Regions from separate parts of the Macaca mulatta genome. Here all the other regions are linked to region 2. The links are chromatin contacts, called in public Hi-C maps. All regions are on one chromosome and are shown on one strand. The core of a region is the stretch at or near the end of the contact, and the rest is flanking DNA. Distances in the headings are between cores, read along the strand shown.

Evidence for each region. Hi-C and Micro-C count contacts between places; a contact is called where the count stands out from the background.
Region 1: a contact with region 2 is called in a Hi-C map of cortical neurons, with 2.7 times the contacts expected there. The contact joins the promoter of UVSSA here to the promoter of MAEA in region 2. A contact is called at or near these places in 4 of 14 Hi-C or Micro-C datasets (CD4 T cells, blood, cortical neurons and 1 more).
Region 3: a Hi-C map of blood shows a contact between it and region 2, with 4 times the contacts expected there. The contact joins the promoter of CTBP1 here to the promoter of MAEA in region 2. A contact is called at or near these places in 7 of 14 Hi-C or Micro-C datasets (CD4 T cells, blood, cortical neurons and 3 more).

Annotation. Positions count from the first base shown.
Region 1 is chr5:1,441,528-1,444,227 of T2T-MMU8v2.0, forward strand. It overlaps UVSSA (UV stimulated scaffold protein A), which reads left to right and starts at 1,294. Exons shown (of 15, transcript XR_013417652.1): 1 at 1,294-1,492; 2 at 2,325-2,424.
Region 2 is chr5:1,382,237-1,384,936 of T2T-MMU8v2.0, forward strand. MAEA (macrophage erythroblast attacher, E3 ubiquitin ligase) reads left to right here and starts at 1,312. Exons shown (of 9, transcript NM_001258174.1): 1 at 1,312-1,397. The coding sequence starts at 1,329.
Region 3 is chr5:1,322,420-1,325,119 of T2T-MMU8v2.0, forward strand. CTBP1 (C-terminal binding protein 1) reads right to left here and starts at 1,350. Exons shown (of 10, transcript NM_001266780.1): 1 at 1,200-1,350.

The sequences.
Region 1 (2,700 bases), core at 44-2,543, 59 kb after region 2:
GGCCATCAGCTGATAGAGGGCAATGGACAGTGGACGGGCAGCTTGGCTGTGCTGTAGAGCCTGAGGGCTGAGAGGACACCCCGGGGCAGTGTAAAAGAAACTGGACTTAGCAATTGGTGAGAGAAGTCGGATAAAGAGAGGGTTTTGTTAGTATGGGAGAAACGGCACCCTTTTATGCTAATGAGAACTAATAACAACAAAAAAACCTGCTGTAGAACACAGAGGGAAACTGCTGGATGGGTGCCTTGGAGGAAGCCACAGGCCGGCGATTGGGTGCACAGGGCAAGGGGCGCTGAGGGAGGATCTGGCTCCAGCTTGCTCAGTGAAGCAAGAGGCTGGGTGAGGAAGGGGTGAGGCGGGGGAGCGGCTCAGGGTGCCTGCAGGCTAGGAGCTGGGAGCCACTGACGCCCAGGGACAGAGGCTGGTGCTGCAGAGAGGGGCGGCGCAGGGAGTCCCTCTTCTTTTCTTTTTTAAAAGAACTGCTTTACTGAGAAACCCACCCTACAAAAACACGATTAACAGGGTTGTGAGCTACCACCACTCTAATGCAAGGGCATGCCCATCCCCCCGAAAAAGAAACCCCGGCCCGCCGCCCCGCCGGCGGCGGCCCCCGCCATGCACCCAGCCCCGGACGCCCAGTTGGGCGTCTGCTCTGCGTGGCCTGTGCCGGGCGCCCCGCGAGTGGGGTGCACACCGCGTTCCTCCTGAGCCACCTCCAGGTCGGTCCGTCCGCAGCCGGCCTCGCACTCCCCTCCGTTCCAGGCTGCGGACCTCGGCGGCAGGACGGACGGCGCCTCTGCTCCTCATTCTGCCCGGGGCCAGCCCGGGCCCAGGGGTATCTGCTGTGTGTCTGGCGCCGAGCTGGGCCCCGAAGAACCCCGAGCCCGCCCAGGGGTTCCCTTCTCGGGCCCGAGCGGGCAGGCGCCGCGGGGTCCAGGGCGCCAGGGTCCAGGGACCCGCGCCCTCCCGCCTGGGCAGTCCTCACCGGCCCTCCGCAGGGGAAGGGACCTGGCCGCGAAAGTCCGGGCAGGCGTGGCGTTGACGCCCAGACCGGAACTTCCTTTCGGCCTCAGTTTCCGGGCCGGCCCCGCCCCCGGCGCCCGCACACCGCAGCCCCTTTAAGGACTTTCTGCGCCCTCCCGCCTCTTTTCTAGCGCGTCTCCCATCCCAGGCTGCCCCGCCCCCGCCGGGAGCGCGCCTACGTCACCGCGCAGACCTCGGCCGCGTCTTTGCGCCTGCGCCTCCTCGGCCAGGGTGAGCCATTGGCTGCCGAGCTCAGAGCACGTGATAGGGGCGGGGCCTTTGCCGGAAAGGATGGGGCAACAGCGAGAACGGCCGCGTCAAGAGGTAGGTGCAGTCGTCGCCGTGGTGACCCCAGCTCCTGATGCGTCCGGCCCAGGGACAGCCAATGGCTGTAGAGCTCTTGGGCACCTGACAGGAGGGGCGGTCCGCCCGCCGGAAGGGGCGGGGCGAGGCGAGCGCCGAGTCAGCGGTAGGTGGGGCTGTGGTTGCGCTGGGGGGCGGGGGTCGAGCAGCTTCAGCACCGGCGGCTCTGCGGGCGCCGGGCAGAGACCTGCGGGCGGAGCGTGTCCCGTGTCTTCGAGAGCGCCGGCGGCGGGGCCGGAGGGCGGGCCCAGGGCCGAGTGACAGGCCGCAGCCCCCGAGCACCGCCGAAAGCTGCGCGCCCGCCCGGTGCAGCCGCTGTGCGAGGGCGACCCCGCGGCCCCAGCCTCGCGCGGGCCCCGCCGGGCCGCTGCTTTCCCCGGGTAGGGCGCAGCTCCCCAGCCTCCGCCCCGGCCTCCCCTGGCGCTTCCTTCCGGGTCCTTCGGCCTTTTCCTGGCAGTGCTGCAGGCTCTCGCCTCTTCCCACCCTGCACGCCGCGGTGCTCGACCCTGGGCCTCCGGGCGCGACTTTCATTGATCTCAGAATTTCTTGGCTCCTTTTGGCCTCTGCAGCCTTGCTGGAGGCTGCCCTGCGGAATCAGTGAATAAGGGAAACAGCAACAGTCACGTTAGGCAAAAGCTGATTTGGACAGTGCCACTGCTTCTTAACGCACGGCCCTCAGTGCAGCGTCCCACACGCAGGGGATTGTAGAGGTCCCGAGTTGAAGGTTCACTTTTAAAACTGACCGTAATCACCGCTGTAAAGGCCTTGCCGGACACATTTCCCAGAGAGGCGCCCCCAGAGGTAACGGCAGATGGACCCCAGGCTCAGGGTCCTCCCGGAACTTTCGGTTTATAGTAGAGCCCAGTAAACACGTTAATAACAGCAAGAGCTATAAAATACAGATGGTGATTTAGCATTTGTGCCTTACCTATTTCTAGATATGGATCAGAAACTTTCGAAGTTGGTAGAAGAGCTCACAACTTCAGGAGAACCCAGACTAAATCCTGAGAAAATGAAGGAACTGAAGAAAATTTGCAAGTATGTCTTAGGGTTTAGTAACTCACAGTAACTGACTGGCCCACAGAGCCCAGGACACACACAGGGCCCTGCCTTCCTGCCCCGACCTGGGAGAGAACCACCCGAGGACACACCCAGGACATTTTCTCAGGGCCCTGCAGTACCCAGCTCTGATGGGTGGTCATGTTCTGGGTTTGGGGCGCGTGGCGTTGCAGACCCATCACTGCTCCGTGCTTGGTGCTTCTCTCTTCATTCCCGTTTCCTGAGTGCACATATGTGATTTAGAGAGAAACGTGT
Region 2 (2,700 bases), core at 62-2,561:
GCTCCCGTGTGTTACTGGGACCATCCCAGAGAGTGGCAGACACCATGTGAACTGTGAAGAGATGCAAAGAGTACAGACTGCATGCTTCCATCTACAAGAAGGTCAGGAATGCTGTTATGGGGAGCAGGGTTAGAATGATGGGGATATAGCCTGAGAAGGGACAGGGGAGCTTTCTGTGCCATGGGAAATGTCCTAAATCTCAACCAGGACATGGTTAGATAAAAGTGCAAATAAGGGTGAAAATTCATTAAAGTTGTATAGTCAAGATTTGTGCACTTCACTGTAAAACTTACTTCAAATATCTAAAAGACTGGAGTCTGCAGCCACACACTTAAGGAATAACACTTTCCTTAGTCCCAACTCCTGTTTAAGTAAGACAGAGGAAGACTCCACAGTGCCGGTCGGATGTCTTGCATTCCGGCTGTAACACGTAGCAGCCTCCAAGTGGAGGTTCTCGCTTCATCGCTGTCACCTTAGATGTTTTTCCTTTGTTTAAACACCAAGTATTTTAAAAATTGTTTAGAAATGAGTTACGTGAAACACAAGGTGGCTTAATTGGGACGTCATTTCCTAAGTAATAAAACCTAATTTCAGTTTTATTTTGGAAAGGAGGGAGGCGGGTGGTGTTTGAAACGCTGAGAATGTGAAATGGCTGAAATGAAGGCAGGGCACGACCCGGATGCCAGCGCTGCCCACCCTGCAAGGAGAGGGCGGAGAGACCACAAGCTTCTCATGCTTCAGGAGTTTCTGTCCATAAGTCAGTTTTAGGTATTGGGCCTTTCCTCTTCCAATGGGAAGTCGGAGGTTCCACATCAGGATTCCAGCAGCTGTAAATCGGTGAAAATAGGGCCAAAGAAATATAGTTGGCTACAGGCGTATGTGGCCAAGCGTTTTGTCGGCGTTGGCCCTGGTACCGCAGGCACGAGGGACCCACAGGGGACCACCCCGCGATAGCTCCGAGTAACTGGACGGACGCTAAGTCCCCCAGCCCGCTCAGCCGCAGCTCCACCCGCCCGGGCCGCTCTCCGCACCCCACCGGCCCGCCCCAAGCCCAGGAGCACCCCCAGCCCCGGGATCTGCGGCCTGAACCTGGCAGCGAATTCAAGGAGGAAACCGCCAGCCGGGGCTATCGTTGATTGGCTGAGCGGGAGGAAACCCGGCAGTGATTGGTTCGCGCCTTCTTCCGCCTCCGGCCGACTGTGCGGATACGATTGGTGCAGGCGCATCGGCCCGCCCCCGCCCCTCTCCGGCCGGCGCGCGCGGCGTCATTTCCCGGCGTGCAGCGCGCTCGCGCGTCCCCCGCCCGGTAATGTTTTGGCCGCTTCAAGATGGCGGTGCAGGAGTCGGCGGCTCAGTTGTCCATGACCCTGAAGGTCCAGGAGTACCCGACCCTCAAGGTGGGCGCCTGCGCCGCGCAGGCCGAGGGCAGCGATGGCGCCTCCAGCCAGTGCCCGTGGGCCGCGAGGGGCCGCCCCGGGAGGGCCAGCGGCGAGGGCGGCGGGAGCTGGGCGCGGCCTGACGGGGCCGTGCGGGCTCCTCGGGGGCGCCCGGTCCGCGCCGGGCAGGTGTGACGGGGGCGGCGGCTTTGGCCCTGCCCAGCGCCCGACTGTGGCCCCTTTGCTTGAAGAGCTGCGTGAGCCGAGCCAGCGACGACTCTGGCAGCGCGAAGGCTGGGGAATTTGGGGCTGGGGTGGAAGCCGGAGTTTGCGGGGCGTGGGATCTCTGGCGCCCAGGCAGACGGAATGCGCGGCGTGCCCGGCCGGTGCCCGGCCGCCCTCCCGGGAGCCCAGGGCTGGGAGATGCCGGGTGCGCCGGTCGCTAGGTAGGAGCTGTAGGGAGAAACCTCACGGCCTGATGGCACCCAGCGACCTTTTTGATGGGCGTCACCAAACCTGAAATACAGCTCTTGCCGTCCGGCTGCCGGTTGCGTGACCTTGGGTGGTCACCTAGCCACGTCGCACTTCTTAGAATGAAATTTGTGCTCCTAGTAGAAGGAGCCGATACTTGCTCTTTACCTAGTTAGTAGAGGATTTCATATGAAGCACCTGGGAAGGAATTCCTTAAAAGATCAAGGTCATAGCTTTCTCAGAGCTGCGGCTGAGCTTTGTGGTTCTGTGTTGCCTTCCTGGGGAGCTGCGTAGCTTTTCTCTCCTCCCAGGGCGCCCTGGTGTTCCCGTCCGTCTCAGGACAGACGGTGTGGCGACAGGTGTGGAGGATGCAATATGGCCAGGTTGCTGTGCGTTCCCCCAGCCCCAGGGCCATTCAGCAAAGGGCTGAAGAACACAGGCTGTGAGCCATCCTGCTGGGGTGTGAATCGGGCTCCTCTGTGTTCATCTTTACTGGGAGACATCAGGGCCCACTTAGTGATTGTTTATTCTTGTCAGATTTAAGCAGTGGTAGCGCCTGTGTCACCTCAGGGTGAAATGAGTGACCACTTATTGTTCCAAGCAGTGCTTGGCATTCATTAAAAGGTCCCTGCTACAGTTAACGCTGCTGAAGCCAGGCTGTACCCTGGTGTAGCTGGTCTTCATAGGAAAGCAGAGGCAAGCTTCTCCTCCTCTTCATTATCTAGCGGTTTATTTCATATTTTAAAAAAGAAACGGGGTTTCACTGTTGCCTAGGGTGGTTTTGAATTCCAGGGCTCAATCGATCCTCCTGCCTTGGGCTGACAGGTGTGAGCCACGCGCCCGACCCACTAGT
Region 3 (2,700 bases), core at 100-2,599, 60 kb before region 2:
TTCCTGACGGACTTGTGCTCCCTGCCGAGCTCCTACAGAAACGGTGGAGAGGACTTGGGGGGGGGGTGCTCGGGCTCCACGGAGCACTCTGCACACCCGCCGCCTCGGCCCTGGCTCCGGGCCCTCTAGCCCCAACTCTCAGGGTTTCACCTCCCCACTCAGGGCACCGGGAAGGGCGCGACCGCCTTCCCTTTTCCCCACTGGAAGGGAATTCTGTCCCGGCAATCGCGGAGACTACAGCAAAAGGGCTCTGGCCCCGGCCGGGCTTCCGGACACCGGTGCCCTTGGAGGCCGCCAGAGAACGCTCCAGTTTTGGCCCGGGGATCAAGCGCGCGGGCTCTGCCTTTGCAGCCGGGTCGAGGGAGAGAAAGGCTCCGCGGAGCGGCCCGGGCCGGCCCAGGATGCGGGCGCTGCAAGATGGCGATGGCCGTGCGCCCGGCGTCCGCCCGTGCTCCCTGCTTCCGCGGCCGCAGCCGGCGAGGAAGGCGCCCCGGGACCCGGGCCGGCACAGGCAGAGGCAGGTGGAGGCGCCGGGCCGGGCCGGGCCCTCGCGGAGTTCGCGGGAGCGGAGACCCCCGGGGACCGCCCGCGTCACCGCCGGGGGCTGCGCTTTGGGCCCGGTCTGAGGGCGGCGGCCTCCTCCACGGTCAGACCCGGCGCCCGGGCCCCGTCCCCTTCCCCCACAGCGCGCGGCCGCGGTCGCCGGCAGCCTCAGGGCGGGAGGGGGCGCGCTCCCGCGAGTGGCCCGGGAGCGCGCTCCCCAGGACACCCGTAGCTGCGCACGGCGCAGCTCCCACCCCGGTCCCGCAGGCCCAGCCGCGGGGTCGTGACCGGGGACGGGGTAGCGGCCGGGGATCGGGACTCGGACTCGGGGTGCCGTCCCGGGTCCCATGGGGCTGGGGTCGGTGGAGCAGCCTGGAGGCCCACGGGCCCCTTTGTGTCACCTGCGCGGGCCGCGGGCGGGGAGGGCACACGGCGGCGCTCGCTCACACGCAGCGGCCCGCGCATGCGCACGACCCTTGCCGCGGTCCCGCCCCCGACCGCGGCCACGCGCGGACGACGGCGCGCACGCGCACTCGCACACAAAGCCGGCGGCCCGCGGGCGCGCGCTCGGCCCGCCCCCGCGCCCCCCGCCCGCGCGGCCCCCGCCCCGCCCCGCCCCCGCCCGCGGCCGGAAACGCGCGCGCGCGCGGCCTTACCGAGCGGCAGGCCCTTGTTGAGCAAGTGCGAGCTGCCCATCGAGAGGCGCGAGCGGCCGCGGGCCCCGACCACTCCGGCGCGCTGCGCCGCCGCGAGTCCGGCGCGTGGGGCGGCCTCGGTGCCGTCCGCTGCTCCGCCCGCCCGCCTGCGCCTGGCCGCCGCCGTGCCGAGCCTCCGCCGCGCCGCTGAGCCGCGCTCCGACGACCGCGCGGGCGGGGACACGGCGGCGCGCGCGGGCGGGGCCTCGCGGTTGGTCTCCTGGTTCCCGGCGCGGGCGGCGCACGGACTCACGCGGGCGGCTCAGGGCCCGCCTGGCCGGGCGCGGCTGCGGGGCGGGGCGGGAGCCTGGCGGGAAGCTCACGGGGCCTGCAGCCCGGCGGAGGCCCGAGGCCCGGTGTTCCGCACGTTCTAAACCGCCTGTCCCGGAGGAAGGCGGGCAGGGTCGGGCCGGGCTCAGCACCGCTGGCGGGAGCGCCGCCCGCCCCGAGGCCCCCTGCGGGACGGCGCCGGGCCCGGAAGCCGAGGCAGGGTCGCCCACGTCAGCGCCCGGAACGGACCCGAACGTAAATGGCGCTCCTCCGCGCAGCGGCCGCCCCGCTCCCTTCCCGCCCCGCCAGCCGCCGCCCTCCCCCGCTCGCTTCTGGCCCCGCGGCCTGGCCCGTGCGCCTCCGAAGACTTGTCCTTGCGGTGCCGCTGTCCCCGGGGCTGGCCAGGGGCACCGAGGCCGCGGGTTCCCCCCATCGCCCCCACCCGGGCCCTGATTTACCGTCCAAGAGCCGGCCGCACATGGGGCCCCGGGAGGAGAAGCGCGCCCGCCCCAGTTCGTCCCCAGCCGGGGGGGACCCCGACTCCGGGAGGGGCCGCGTTCTGCCCGGCCCAGGGCGCTGTTCCCGGCCCGGGAAGTTCAGGGCTGGAGAACCCCCTTCTCGACCCCGTTTCTCCTTTAACAAGAGTAGGGTTTGTAGCCAGCTCTGCTTCTGCCCGCTGCGGGAGACGCCCCGACCCGGGAGGGCCCGAAAGTCCCTTCAGGGAGAGGCCGCACCGGGCCTGCTCACCCAGGGGCTGCCCCTGCAGACTCTCCCAAGGGGCCCAGGGATATTCCTCGCGCCGCGAGTGGACGCTTCCATCCACCCCGTGGGGAGTTGTGGGAAGGGCCTCTGCGCGTGGCTACTCTGAGCACACTGGAATGATCAGATAGTTGCATAATTTGAGAAACCACAGCCTGGAGACGGAATGATGCAGACTCCTATCCGAGAGACACCTGCTCTAGTTTCGCTGTGGTTCGTGAGGACGCGTCCTAGGCTGCCCTGAGAAGCCCATGTCTGCCCTTCCAGGCCTGGGAAGACCTCTGACCCCACTGACAGTGCTGGGCCCTCAGTCGGGCCTGCCATGCGTACCACTTTCTGTTCTAAGACCGGGCTGCCCAGCTGTGGCCTGGAGGAAACCTGGCAGGTGTCACCAGAGCTTTGGGGAGGGTGGGGCCCTGTCAGGGAAGCCCAG